Regions from separate parts of the Mus musculus genome. Here all the other regions are linked to region 3. The links are chromatin contacts, called in public Hi-C maps. All regions are on one chromosome and are shown on one strand. The core of a region is the stretch at or near the end of the contact, and the rest is flanking DNA. Distances in the headings are between cores, read along the strand shown. Region 1 holds the start of Polr2i (polymerase (RNA) II (DNA directed) polypeptide I). Region 2 holds the start of Exosc5 (exosome component 5). Region 3 holds the start of Zfp607b (zinc finger protein 607B). Region 4 holds the start of Zfp260 (zinc finger protein 260). Region 5 holds the start of Zfp574 (zinc finger protein 574).

Region 1 (2,700 bases), core at 179-2,678, 2.5 Mb after region 3:
TGGAAAAAGGAATGGACAGAGTTTAGCAGGGAGGGAATGAGTAGGGAAGGTGGGGAGAGGCTGAGGGCAGAATGATGTGAGCTGATACACACAGAGGCCTTCTGTGTTCTTGCTGCTCTCAATCGGGCCAGAACTTGATGGCTCACCTCAGTTCTTTACAGTGTTATACTTTTGTCCTCTCCATGGAACATTCTCTAGATATCAGCTCAAATACCCATTCCTCAAGGAAGCCTCTTCAGATATCCCCAGGTAAAGCCTGGTACCTCTGATGAATTTCCCGTGAGCTCCCTCCCCCTAAGCCAGTTCAGACAACTCTGGTTTGTCACTGTCTACTGAATGTCTGCTTCTGACCAGGCTGAACTGGGGCTTCCATGTGGCTAGAGCCTATACTGGTTATCACACTGGGCAAAACATGGTATTTGTTGAAGAAATAAATTAGTGAATGAATGTGGGGCGGGTCCCGGGAAAGGGTGTCCTCACATGGATGCGACAGCCGTCATCCACAGGATAGGAGCCCAGCAGTGCATCCTCCTGATCCAACTTGCTGTAGAACTTGTCGTCTGCTCCATATAGCTCCAGTTCCATGCAGGAAGCAGGGCTGCCCACCACCAGCTCCAGTTTACACTGCAGTAAAGAGGCAAGATGAGGAGAAAGGCTGTCAGAGGCCTCATCTTCAGACTTTGATCAACAAACAAGTTCCAAAAAGACCCACCTTGGACCAGTTCCTTCTGGACCCGCCCCCTCGGCTCTCTGGAGTGTCTGATTTTTCCCGGGTCCTGCCCCTACTCGGTGGACTCTGTTCTCCGGGGCTCCCAGGCCTGGGAGGCTGGCTGTCAGTCTCTGCAACCTTCCCTCCAGGTTCGCCCACTAGTTTTCAGCCCCCTACTCCCTTTTCTTTGCCCCGCCCCTCCGGACCCCGCCCCCACGGCCACACCTTGAACTCTGCGATGGTGAGGCTACGACTGTATCGCTTCTCCGAACGGAAGCTGTTGAGGGAGCTGCTGATGAAAACCATCACGGTGGGCGCCGATATCCCCGTCACCTCCATCTCGCTGCGCCCCGGAGTGGCCCGCGGTGCGGTTCAGCCGTCTCACACCGGCTCCGCAGTGGCCGCCGCTGCTTCTGGGATATAGGTCCCGCCCCTTGTTCTGGAGCTGACCAATGCAAGTTCTCCACCTAACATGGCCAGCCAATCGCTGCTGTTCTTTCTCCACGGACAGGCGGATTCTCGGGTACGTCCAACCAATCCCGAGAGGCCTTCCGTGCACGGGAAGCAGGAGAGGAGGGCGGGAGGAGGCCGAAGCCGGGAAGAATGGCTGGAGTTGTCCCGGTCCGCCGAGTGTAAGTTCGGCGCATGTGCACTGGCCTTGGGCCAAGAAGAGAGCAGCGGATTCTCTCGTTCACGCTCAGCGCCTTGCGGATGACATCGCGCATCATAGTCCCAGCCCTTGTCCTAGATCCATTCCACTCGGAGTTGGGAAGCAGGTTCCGAAATCGGGAGTGAGTAGCAGAGGGTATCAAAGGATCGACGCAAGCCGTCAGCCAGACATCCATAAAAAAAAAAATAAAAAAAATAAAAAAATAAGGAACCCGCGCATGCGCGCAGCATCGCCCTAGTTTGGTGCAGCTTCGGTGTGCGACCCTTCCCGCGTTCCGTAGCGCGCCCGCGCAAGCGCAGAAGGCTCAGCAGCCCAGTCGCTATGGAACCCGACGGGACGTACGAGCCTGGCTTCGTGGGTATTCGGTTCTGCCAGGAATGGTGAGGCCCGGGCAGTAGGTGTGGGAAGGCAGTGAGGACTGGCTCCAGGGCTGACCTCTGACCTCCCCTCCCCACAGTAATAACATGCTGTACCCCAAGGAGGACAAGGAAAATCGCATTCTGCTGTACGCGGTGAGTACCGGCAACCCTCTCGCCCGCGGGTTCACGCCTTCCCTGCGCGCTCCCTGCTGGCTCCCCCACGCTTTCGCCTCTTGACTACCCCTCAGCACACCCTCTCTCCCATGTTGTCCATGCCCTCCTTGGGAACACCCTGCCTTCCTGTCCAGTCTTGTTGGAGATCTGATCTGTTTGTGACACTCCTCCCACATGCTCTCCCGTCTGCAGTGCCGGAATTGCGATTACCAGCAGGAAGCCGACAACAGCTGCATCTACGTCAACAAAATCACGCACGAAGTGGAGTGAGTGGCGGGACCTCGCTTGGGGCACGGGTCACCTCTTAGGACACCCGGCCTGACCGCTAATTACTTCCCTATGCCTGCAGCGAGCTGACCCAGATCATCGCAGACGTGTCCCAGGACCCCACGTTGCCCCGGACGGAGGACCACCCGTGCCAGAAGTGAGTACGCAGCTGGCATAGGGAAAGAGGAGTGGCTGTGCACAGAGAGGTCTTTCGCGGTTTAGTAACTGAACCATTCCCTCAGGTGTGGCCACAAGGAGGCAGTGTTCTTTCAGTCACACAGTGCCCGAGCTGAGGTGAGTGGCGGCTGGGTGCTTGGGGGGGTAGGGGTGGGGGGGACACGCCAGTTTTGGGTTGATCCTGTTTACTCAAATCAAGATTGGGAAAGTTTCTTTGATCGTTTCTTTTGGTCCTCACACTATCCTCTGGGTCCAGACCCTGACTGAACGTTCTTATTGCTAGGACGCCATGCGCCTGTACTATGTTTGCACTGCCCCACACTGCGGCCACCGCTGGACTGAGT
Region 2 (2,700 bases), core at 187-2,686, 2.0 Mb before region 3:
ATCCAACATCTTCATGCAGACCAAACAACAATGCACGTGAAATAAAAATAAGTAAACCATTTTTAAAAATCTTTTTTTTTTTTTTTTGAGATAGGGTCTCACGTAACTCAACCTGGCCTCAAATGCCTCCTCTCCTACTTCCCAAGCGCTGAAATTACAGACATGTGTCGCCATATCCAGATAAACAAACACACAGGGCTAGGAGCCAAACTCTGGACGTGGCGCGTGCTAGGCAAGCATTCTACACTGTGGTGGTACATTGCCAGACCGCAACAGATTTTGGAAGTGTTATCCTGCCCTTATCAACAATGGATCAAAAGGGAATTCCGAGTTTTCTCCAGTGTTTTCAAGAAAAGTGGGCAGCCAAGCACCGTAGCTTACATCTGTAATGCCAGTACTTGGGAGGCTGGGACAGGACTATCTCCAGTTCGATGCCTGTCTAAGCATCTGGGTGAGCTAAAGGCCATTCCGGACTCGTGGGTGAGATCCTGTCTCAAAAAAATAACGTGGGCAAAGGGTCCTGTTTGAACTTGTAGCTCTCTTTGTCTCCCTTCATAATCATCTTGTGTAAAGGACAGTCATGGCAAAGTCCCTTGCCTTGCCTTTTGATCAGGTGGCATAGGAATCAAACCAGTTTCTTGCTCAACTCCCTTTACAGTTGGAATTTAAGCAATGTAGGACCCTATGAAAACCTGATCTGTCCTTTCAACCCCCGTCTCGTCTCCTTCTATCGAGGCCCACAAGTAGCTGCCTTGCTTTTCCTCTAAAGGGATTCTTCCCTTGAATTTCTCTTCAAGAAGTTTCTCGGACCTTTTCTTTCTTTCCTTCACAGCCCGCGGTGTCTCACACAATGTAAGAATAACTTTTACGTCTCTATTTCTCCCTAAGAAAGACCCCGTGGGGCTCAGATACTCACAGATCTAGCCAAGCCCCGAACCCCAGATCGTCCCAACAGGAGAAGAGCAGCCTGGCGCAGGCCACGGCTCGGCCTCCAGATCTTGGCCGCAGACATCACTATCGCCATCTTGGCTAATAACCACTCCTCCTTTCTCACAGGATAGACATACGGCTGTCCCACCAGATGCCTTATTCAAATAGCAGCACCGCTAGGCCAACACGCTATCTGCTTCTAACCACCTTGCGACAAAGACGCATAAATGAGTAAGGTGGCAATTTTTAGTCTCTAAAATTGCTCCGGTCGTCTGCTTCTAGTTGCTCCTAATTCAGGCAACTAAAAGGACAACTTAACTTGAACCTTCAGGGTTCAGGACCCGGAGCCCTGAGCAAAATGGGCCCTCTCCAAGTCCCTCCCCCTGTTCCCTGTTGTCCAATGGCTATGCCAGAATTGGGAGGTGGAGGTGGGCGGGACCAGATTGTTAGTAAACGCTGAGCCACGTGCTAGGGCCAACTCGGGCGTGCCCTAGACGGGCGCATGCGCAATAGGTACGCGGCCGGTAGAACTGCGCGCGCCGCTAAGCGGAAGCTACGGTGGGAGCCGCAGCGCGCGTGGTCAGCGGCTATGGAGGGCGCAAAGCGTGCAGACGCCAATTTACTCACTGACACCGGAACAGAGTCCAGCCCCCGAAGTCCAGTCTGCAGTCTCCGGCACTTTGCTTGTGAGCAAAACCTGCTGTCCCGGCCGGATGGATCTGCTTCTTTTCTTCAAGGTACGAGCCTCACCAAGTTTAACTCAGCGCGCGCCATCCTCACCGAAGAAGGGTTTTTGAAGAGCGGTTACTGTGTAGTATGTAACCAAGTACGCCCGCCTCCTTGAACTTATTTCTAGATGTTGAGTATACCCACCTCCCGTCTCGAGAAGAAATGAGTTGGCCAGCCTGGTAAATCCCTCTCAGAGGAGATCGAGAGCAAGACCACTCTCATAAGAGTGACTATCCCAGAATAGGTATTTCACCAAGGCAGATATTACCCTTCTCTAGATTTCTTTCTTTCTTTTATCTTTCTTTCAAGACTTATTTTATTTATATAAGAGCACTGTAGCTGTCTTCAGACACACCAGAAGAGGGCATCAGATCCCGTTACAGATGGCTGTGAGCCACCATGTGGTTGCTGGGAATTCAACTCAGGACCTTTGGAAGAGCAGTCAGTGCTCATAACCACTGAGCCATCTCTCCAGCTCCCCTTGACTAGATTTCTTGGGTTTTTGTTGTTGTTGTTGTTGTTGTTGTTTTCACTTTGTTGTTGAACTCACTTTGTAGACCAGGCTGGCCTTGAACTCAGAAATCCGCCTGCTTCTGCCTCCCGAGTGCTGGGATTAAAGGCGTGCGCCACCACGCCTGGCTTTGACTAGATTTCTTAAAAAACACTTCTAGATCCATACATCACCGGTTGAGGCTAAGGTGTTTATTTGCATAAATACCCTTTGAGACAGACACATCACCACCACTGGTTTAAATATAATTACTGTGGCAGATGATACATCTAAGTAAGTGCTCTTCAAATTAAATGTGATCTTCCCATCCTGGGCTGAGAAGCATCTCCCCTTCCCCGGTCCCATCATTTAAGAAAACGTGCCTTTCCTTGGTATACACATTTCATCAGACTAAATGAATAGGGAGAAAAGAGAAGTCTTGTGGCTGAGACCCACACAACCCTATATCCCAGTCGGGCCAGCCAACTTTGAGAGGTCATGAGAGGGTGAGAAACTACCAGAGTAGACAGATGAGAGGGCAGAGACAGAGT
Region 3 (2,700 bases), core at 50-2,549:
CCTCCCCCTGGCTGGGAGACGTGCTGCCCTGTTTTCTCTCTGCCCAGCCTTTGGGCAATCTGCATTTATTGTCAGGGCAGAGAACAAATGGTAAGATTTTGTTTATAGAACTTGAAACACGAGAGTTTTTTTTAAAAAATCTAAGTATTACAATGTCATTTTCAGATAGAAACAAGAGGTGAGGGCAGAGAAATGACCATTTGAAAACCCCAAGGATAACCTTTCCACGGGGCACAAAACCATTCTGACCACAGTTCATCTCAAACTCAGGTGCTCCCGTGGGCTTAGTGGGATGGAGACTTCCGTGAGCTCCCGACTGCAGCAGCCGGTGCCTTTGTGGCCACAGCACTGTCTGTATAGTGGGTTTCAGATGCACGGTTTCCCCATAGATCTGGCTCTGTAGATGGCCTATTGGTCCAACCGAGGATGTGAAATCTGAGCGCTAAAGAGGGTTCTTCATCGGGTGTCCTGAGCAGACTAAGGGACAGCCACAATGCCGCTGTGTAACGGGACATGTTCAACAACTTCCTCAGCAGGACAGGCGCATACTGAAGATTTGATATGCCATCTTAGGCAAATGGGGGCTGGGAACAAGGTGTTTGAAGCTGGTGTATACTGTGGCTTCTGGTTGCTGTGAAGAAAAGTTCAGACTCCCATAAGCTGTCTTCCCGGCAAACCTGGAATTCTTCTTCTTTTTTTTTTAACTTGGAATTTTTATGATTCTGTTTACTTACCTTATGGTTCGTTGAGATCTGATATGAGATTTGGGTATGCGGGAATTGACTTGCTAAAAGGTCCTTTGTGTAACAATCACAAAAGCCCTCCTGCGAAGCTGTTAGCCGTTTAGTTCAGCTCACCAGAATGGATCCCTCTGCTTCTGGGAAGCCTAAATTCATTCTGCAGTGTCCCTCTTTCTTTGATCGTTCAGAAAAACCCAGAACACTGACAAAGTCCCACCAGAGCACAGCGAGGTGGAACCCTGCAGTGGGTCTCAGGCAAAGCGTATTCAATTACATCTCGATCCAATTTTACTTCCTAGCCTGCGTTTAAAACTTAGGCTCACCTGTCTTCTCCACAGGGGTGAAACCCAGTTACTCACAGAACCCGGAAGTACACACACACACAGAGAGAGAGAGAGAGAGAGAGAGAGAGAGAGAGAGAGAGAGAGAGAGAGAGAGAGAGAGAGAGAGAGAGAGAGAGAGAGAGAGAAGGGCACCATCCCTGGGAACTCCCACAAAGCACAGGGCGCAGCTGCCAGATGGGCTGGCCCAGGTTGCATGCTGGGATATCCCAGAACTATGAAGCATTATATTTCTTGTAGTTTGGGACAAGGGGACTACATTTCCCAGGCAGCATAGGGTCGGAAGTAGATAACTTCTGGTGTGCAGGCGGAGCTACCCCGGATGGTCAGGTGGGAATCAGAAGTCACTGGTTGGCCTCCACAGAGTAAGGCGGGAGACCGCAGGCGGGTGTGGGTGTGGCGAATGGGTGTTGATGTGTGGGCGTGTAGGAACTGTGGTGTGTGTACGTGTGTGTATGTGCGTGTGTGTCTGTCAGTGTCTAACTGTATACACACCTTGAGCTCTCTGCATAATCTGTGTCTCTTTGCTTGTCGCTGTCTGCTCCTGCTTTCTCTCAGGGACACAGGGACTAAAGCAGAGGACCAAGCTTCAGTAAGGGGAGGTCAGGTGCGGGGTCTGAAGGGAAGCTTTCCCCGAGGCTCAGACTTGAGCTTAGGGCTATAATTTAAGGACGGGGGTGTCGTCTAGGAGGGAGGGTACTTGTTGAGCTCCGTGACTGTCTCAGAGCTCTGCCGAATCTGAATATCGAGGGAAGAGAAGGAAAGTTCTCACTGAGGATGCTCTCAAATGTAGTCTGCGATCTCATGTATACTCGGGTTCCCTGCTTAGGCCATTATTCAAGAGGGAGGCTGGAGAATAATGAAAATATTATCGCTACCCATCTAAGATTCAAGAGTGAGTGCTCTTTTCGGTTTGAGAACTGAGGTTTTAGTTTTAGAATATAGAATTGTTAGGAAATGAAGCAGGAGCATGCAAATTTACAACTGCACTATTGTCCTTAGTGTCCCCTCCCGTTCCAGCTAGTATTCACATTATCATTTCAGTGACCCTTGATGTCTTCTGTCGACAATCCCATCTTTTTCCCAAGCTGTTTTCCATAGGGACCTACAGAGGTTAGCATTAGGGCTTTCAAACGCTGCTGTTCTACATCTGATTTCTATTTCCATGGCATCACAAGACAGGAAAAGAATGCAGTCGATAGATGGTCTGTTCGCTTGTGAGGATTTCGGGAGTGGGAAAGTGATAGCACTGAAGGACTTCATCTAACTTATATTTTTGTCACGAGTACACTTGCCATCTACTCTCTAAGACTTTACAAACTATTAATCCCAGTCACCATGTTTCATGACACATCTCCCAACTCTCTCGCTTATGGTATAGATCTACCTCCCACTCTCGACCCCGATGCTGCACATCCAGCCTCCGCCACTCAAACCCCAGTAACCGGCATCTTACTGTTCCTAGGAGAAAACAGCTTCAGATTCTACATGACTGAGACCATGGGGGTCTGTCTTTTGTTTAAAGATGAAGTATTTGTCTTCAAAGTTATGTATGTTGGGTTATGTGTCCATGACCACAGGTGCCTCTGGAAACCAGAGCTATAGGCTTCCCTGCAGCT
Region 4 (2,700 bases), core at 187-2,686, 2.4 Mb after region 3:
TAGCTATAACTGGCTGTTAAAAATCTGGACAGAAGGGGGGGCTGGGCTCAAGGCTGTGTGTGGGGTGGGTGTGGGAATGTATCATGTAAAAGGGTACCTGGGAAGGTATCTGGTAAGACATATTGGTAAGCCATAAGGACAGTCATATATTCCAGGATCAAGAATTTAGCTCACAGTTCACGGTGGCACCTTTTTGGTTTCACACTGGGCTGTTTGATAAGGAGAGAGGCAGAAGCCTAGAGGTCAGGAGAGCAGAAAACCAAGCATGGTGGACAAGAGGTCAAACGGGCTAGATTATATAGGGAAGAGAAGCTGGGGAAGGGACAGCCCAACTCTGGTGGGAGATTTCAGGGTAGGAGGCAGGGTAGCCCAGGACAAGCACAGGTAGCCAGGCCCCACCTCTATACTAATCTAATGGCCTGGCCCAGTCCCTTGATGTGCAAGAGTATTCAGGGCCAGCCTTCTAGACTGTTCTACCACTGAGAAGGCTGTTTCCAGCCCCTTGAGATACAGACAAGATCCACTCTATAGAGGAAAAAAGGGCGGGGGCGGGGGGAAGAATCCCAGGCCGCCCTGGAAGCCCCGCCTCCTTTCCCCCCAAACCCTATATAATGCCTGCCTCCTGTTCTGTTCTTTGTTGATTCTCTCCCAAGCAAAGGCACCCAACTTCTTGAGGCTTTCCTAATACATCTCTCCCGAGGTTTGCTGTAGGGTGTGACTTTGTGGTATTCCTTGGCTCCCAACTGTAGGATAGCTTTCCCTTTAGAGCTGTAACACCTTCACCAGGCCATCAGCTGCTTTGATATGTTAACAGGCATCTCAGCCATTTGCCCCAGTTTTGGGACCTAACACTCAGGTAACGCATTAACAAACCTCCCACAGGACCCCACAACTCACCTGCATACTGCTTTCCACATTGTTACACACTGTCACAACCCTAGGACATACGGCTACAAAAATTACAATTTCACAATAGTTCATTTTCCTGATTGTTTAGTCTGAACCCAATTATCAGTCTCAATTCCAGCCTGGCTTCAGTTTGTGATACTGTAGCAATCGCTTCCTTAACACCAGAGTCTGATACAACTCTCTGCAGAGCTGCCAACTATCAGCCTGAGATGCCTTCTGGGAAATGTAGTTCAGCAGTGCGCCACGGTGGCCAAGATGGCGTCCTCTCCCGTAAAACCCAGAGGATTGCGCCTTACTGGGAATCTCGCCCTGGAGGCAAGGAAAAGCCTATTCTGTGAGTTTAAGCTGCACTCATTACACACCTTGGCACACCATTGTCCTTTGCGGTAACACAGTGTAAAAGTGGTAGTATCTGAGTTCCAACCTTTTACTACTTATCCACTGGGAAAAGTTCTCGGGAGAGTGGAGGGGAAATTAACTAGAACCCCTGAGACTTCTGGGAAATGTAGTTCACAGTTAAAAAGAGAGCGAAAGAGAGAGACTAGAATGGAAAAAGATCCTCTAGTTCAGAGCCCTGGTGGGCAGAGACCTCTGGGAGTGCTAGCTCACTGAAGGAGTGCGCAGGCGCAGGCTTCGTGGCTCGCCATCGTCGCCTTTGTCTGGGTGAGTTTGATTTCGGGGTCTGTAGGACCGGGATTTTCCCAGACTGAGTAAAGGCAAAGGAGCTGTGGGGGAGGGTTTACCCACCTGCCCGGGCGAGGATGCCTGAAGGGGCGAAAACGCCTACTGTGATGGTGGAGCTGAGAACTTGGGTGGATGGGGGCTGGGGAGATCAGAAACCGGGGTGGGTTTGCGGGCGGGGTGAGCATACGTGTAAGGGTGTGTTTTGGTTTGTTTCGAGTGAGCGAGAAACTGGTTTCAAGTTTGTAAAAATACAGGGGTGGTTTTCTAATACATGTCGCATTTATTTTAAAAATAAAAACGAGGTGTTTTTTTTTCTTCTGGAAAACAGGAAAGGGAAAAAGATAATTGAGTGAGTAGTTTTAAACCTGGTTTTTAAAAATCAAAACAAGTCTACAGTAAAAAAATGAAACCAACGTTCCTTTGAAAAATATTCTTTGTAACAAAGATTTCCAATAACTCGTTATTGGATGCCTACACATCTGTAGGCATTAACTTGCTACTTGGAAAAACCAGATGAGCTAGTTTTGAGTAGTCCCAAATTTACGGACTAGCCCTTAGAATGTACTTTTCACTGCTGCAGATGGGATTGAATCAGTAAGGTAATTAATTGTCCCCCCTTTAGCACAGAGAGGTCAAGAAAGCTATTTAATTTAGCACTCTGATTTGTCAAAGGACAGGGCTCGTGTGTGTGTGTGTGTGTGTGTGTGTGTGTTGCCTGAATATATGTGTACGTGGAACCTGCAGAGGCCAAAAGAAGACATTGGATCCCCTGGAACTGGAATTATAGACAGTTGTGAGCTGGCATGTGGGTACAGGGAGTTGAACTAGAGTCCTTTGGAAGAACAGCCAGTGTTCTTATCCACTGAGCAATCCCTTCAGCTCCAAATTAAGACTCCTAATTTGTCCAGATTTATCCATACCAAGTAGCTTTTGTTAACATACAGATTTTCTTCTGAGTAGTTTTTGGTCAGTCTTTAAAACATGACAAACAACAAAAAATGGTCTGCGTTCATAGTCCTGCTTGTCCTGGAACTCTCGAGATAGGCTTCCCAAGTGCTGGGACTAAAGGCATGCGCTGTTATAGCTGGCTCATCATCGTTTTGCTTT
Region 5 (2,700 bases), core at 162-2,661, 2.6 Mb before region 3:
CAGAAATCCACCTGCTTCTGCCAAGTGCTGGAAAGGTGTGTGCCACCACTGCCCAACAAAAATTAATTTCTATATAGCAGTATTTACTTAGTGTCTCGAAAACCCGGGACAAAGACTAGCATCCCTTTTCAGAGATAAAAACAAAAACAAAAGCCGGGTATGGTGGCGCACACCTTTAATCCCAGCACTCGGGAGGCAGAGGCAGGTGGATTTCTGAGTTCAAGGCCAGCCTGTTTTACAAAGTGAATTCCAGGACAGCCAGAGCTATACAGAGAAACCCTGTCTCGAAGAACTAAAAAAAACCAAAACAACAACAACAACAACAAAAAAAACTAAACCTGAGACAGAGTGGAGTTGTTTTGCCCAAAGTCACAGCTAAGAAGTACCAGGGCCAGGATAAGCAGCCTAGTTAGAACATGTAGGTATACTTGCTAGGGAGTCCAGTAAGAAGACATCCAGCTAGACATCCAAAGGAGGGCACACACATGGTGACAACTGGAGACTCAGACCTACCTGTGGTTCTGTGTTCAAACCCCTCCTAGTTTTTCTGAGCTTCAGTTGGGGAAACGGGGGACAGTTTGACCAACCAGATGCACCTCTGATAACTCCCTTAACCTTGGCTTCAAGAGGGAGCTTCCTGAAAACTGTGGTGTACTTGTGTGGAGTCCAAATATGGATACTGGATCTCTTCAGTCACTCGCTACCATATTACATTCAGGTGTGTGTGTGTATGTTCATGTATGCACACTCTGGTATATGCAGAAGTCAGAGAACAACTTACAAGAGTCAGTTCTCTCCTTTCACCCTGTGGATCCCAGAATCAAAACTCCAGATCAGGCTTAGCATGTGGCTTTACGCGCTGAACCATCTCCCTGGCTGGCCTGGAACTTCATGTTTTCCCAGGAAATTCTTCCCATGCCTAGGGGTCCTTAACTGTAACTGTGTGGAAGGGCAGTCACCTGGAAAGATACCTTTAATGCTCAAAACAGGAGAGGCCGAGTCAGGCGGATCTCTGTGAGGCCAGCCTGTTCACAAAGCCAGACCATGCCTCAAACAAAAACAAGAACAACTGACTCGATCCACTACAAATCCCATAAACTTCCTTCTTCAGGTCTTCCACCCCACACCCTCAGCTTCTTCCAAGGGACCTTACTAACGGGGCTTTTCCTTTCTCCTTCCATTTCTCACTTCCTGTCACGTACCTCTTCCTCTAAACTCCCTCTCCTGACATCTTGTTTCCATTCTACTCTTCCTCGATTTCCCCGTTCATCCTCTTAATAGGAAAAAAAAGTCTTAAGCCTTGTTTTGTTCCTTTTGCCCTGTGTGACTGCTGCTGCTTGGTTTCCTCTCCCATTCACGCCGAGTGGTGTCTCTTTTTTTTTTTTTTTTTTTTTTTGCCACTGGCCCTCAGGGATCCTTGACTGTAACCCGCCGGCCTCCAGGGCTTTGCGTGTCTCTACAGCCTACACTGCCCGAATCCCCTACGCCTAGCTTGTCAGGCGCCCCCAAGATGGCGCCTCCAGCTTCGTCCCGCCTCCCGACGTCATCGCGCCCTCTCCGCTCAGCGCTCCCCTTTCGAGCTATCAAAGGCGGAATCCGAGAAGAGGTGGAAGAGGAAGAACCTCCAGGGAGGATTAAAGAGGCGGGTAGTATCCACCTGGAGGCCGACCAGCGAGGGAACATTGCTAAAGGATTGGCTGGGCGCTGCGCGATCCCACCCCTCCGCTCTATTGGTCGAGGCTTCAGGAAACCTGAGCATCGATTGGTCTAATGACAGGGGCAGACAGCCGATGATTGGGCGAATTGTGCAGTTCTTCGCAGCGGCCCAGGCGGAAGGTGGGAGGAGCGTTGTTGAGGGCGGCCTGGGGTGAGAGCGAGGCTGCGGAGCAGGCGAGACGACGGGCGCTAGAGAGGACGCGGCGCTAGAGTGGCGGTGCAAAGGGACCTGAAGCCCGTAGCCCGGCCTGGGGCCGGCGAGACGGCCGAGGCGGGTGAGTCCCCGCCGGAGCGCAGAGGTCCGGCCCCACCCGGCGGCTTGCCTGCGTCATTCGGCCTGCACGATGAAGGCCTGAAGGATCGCGTCCCGGGTGCGGAGAGCGGAGCGGCCGTTGGGCGCGCGGGCCGGGCGGGGGCTGTGCCGGGACGGCGGGTGGGATGGGGGACTGGAGTTGAGTGCGGGGCTGAGTGAGGAGGGGCAGGGCTCGGGCTGCAGGCCGGGGGCCGACCTTGGCGGGAAGGGGAGGTCCCAGAGCTGCCTCGCCGGAGGGCTCTCTGGTTGCATGGGGTATCGGGGCCACGGGTGGGTGCGCTGGGATGGGGATCAGAATCGAAAGGGGACGGTTAGAGGACTCATGGATGCCGGGGTGGGGAGCTGGCCCGAGAAAGGAGGTAATTAACGCAGGGAGGAAAATCGATTTCTGCCTGGAAAGAGCTGAGGCAGAGAAGAGGTTTTTGAGGTATCTTTAGAGCGAAGGGAGGGATCAGGTGTGGAAAACGGAGTAATGCTGACAAGGAAGACCGATAAACGCATGAAAGTGGGGCTTGGAAAGTATTGACAGAGGTCTTTATTTATTCTTACGGGTTTCAATAGGTTGAGCTAGAGGGGAGGGATTGTTTTGTTTTAGATACAGGTAAGTAGGCCAAAGGGAATATTCGAGCAATCTTGGGTGTAGTTGGAGAGACAGAGATGTGTGCTACAGA

What was found. A called contact is a pair of places that touch in the nucleus more often than the background predicts.
Region 1: a contact with region 3 is called in a Hi-C map of B cells, with 5 read pairs. The contact joins the promoter of Polr2i here to the promoter of Zfp607b in region 3. A contact is called at or near these places in 3 of 39 promoter capture datasets (hippocampal neurons and liver), 1 of 484 Hi-C or Micro-C datasets (B cells) and 2 of 115 datasets of contacts at active chromatin or transcription factors (astrocytes and large pre-B cells).
Region 2: a contact with region 3 is called in a Hi-C map of B cells, with 6 read pairs. The contact joins the promoter of Exosc5 here to the promoter of Zfp607b in region 3. A contact is called at or near these places in 2 of 39 promoter capture datasets (cranial neural crest and second pharyngeal arch cranial neural crest) and 1 of 484 Hi-C or Micro-C datasets (B cells).
Region 4: a Hi-C map of B cells shows a contact between it and region 3, with 6 read pairs. The contact joins the promoter of Zfp260 here to the promoter of Zfp607b in region 3. A contact is called at or near these places in 2 of 39 promoter capture datasets (both in liver), 1 of 484 Hi-C or Micro-C datasets (B cells), 1 of 115 datasets of contacts at active chromatin or transcription factors (astrocytes) and 1 of 9 other capture datasets (adipose tissue).
Region 5: a contact with region 3 is called in a Hi-C map of B cells, with 6 read pairs. The contact joins the promoter of Zfp574 here to the promoter of Zfp607b in region 3. A contact is called at or near these places in 1 of 39 promoter capture datasets (liver) and 2 of 484 Hi-C or Micro-C datasets (B cells and uterus).

Annotation. Positions count from the first base shown.
Region 1 is chr7:30,230,646-30,233,345 of GRCm38.p6, forward strand. It overlaps Polr2i (polymerase (RNA) II (DNA directed) polypeptide I), which reads left to right and starts at 1,429. Exons shown (of 6, transcript NM_027259.1): 1 at 1,429-1,759; 2 at 1,837-1,891; 3 at 2,105-2,178; 4 at 2,262-2,336; 5 at 2,422-2,473; 6 at 2,640-2,700. The coding sequence starts at 1,701. It overlaps Tbcb (tubulin folding cofactor B), which reads right to left and starts at 1,552. Exons shown (of 6, transcript NM_025548.4): 1 at 935-1,552; 2 at 481-624. The coding sequence starts at 1,048. It overlaps Ovol3 (ovo like zinc finger 3), which reads right to left. Exons shown (of 4, transcript NM_001289817.1): 4 at 2,652-2,700.
Region 2 is chr7:25,657,717-25,660,416 of GRCm38.p6, forward strand. Exosc5 (exosome component 5) reads left to right here and starts at 1,437. Exons shown (of 6, transcript NM_138586.3): 1 at 1,437-1,667. The coding sequence starts at 1,520. It overlaps Bckdha (branched chain ketoacid dehydrogenase E1, alpha polypeptide), which reads right to left and starts at 1,045. Exons shown (of 9, transcript NM_007533.5): 1 at 917-1,045. The coding sequence starts at 1,024.
Region 3 is chr7:27,688,041-27,690,740 of GRCm38.p6, forward strand. Zfp607b (zinc finger protein 607B) reads left to right here and starts at 1,300. Exons shown (of 6, transcript NM_001112731.1): 1 at 1,300-1,446.
Region 4 is chr7:30,093,640-30,096,339 of GRCm38.p6, forward strand. Zfp260 (zinc finger protein 260) reads left to right here and starts at 1,437. Exons shown (of 3, transcript NM_011981.4): 1 at 1,437-1,572.
Region 5 is chr7:25,075,396-25,078,095 of GRCm38.p6, forward strand. Zfp574 (zinc finger protein 574) reads left to right here and starts at 1,412. Exons shown (of 2, transcript NM_175477.5): 1 at 1,412-2,087. It also overlaps a transcript of Grik5 not described here.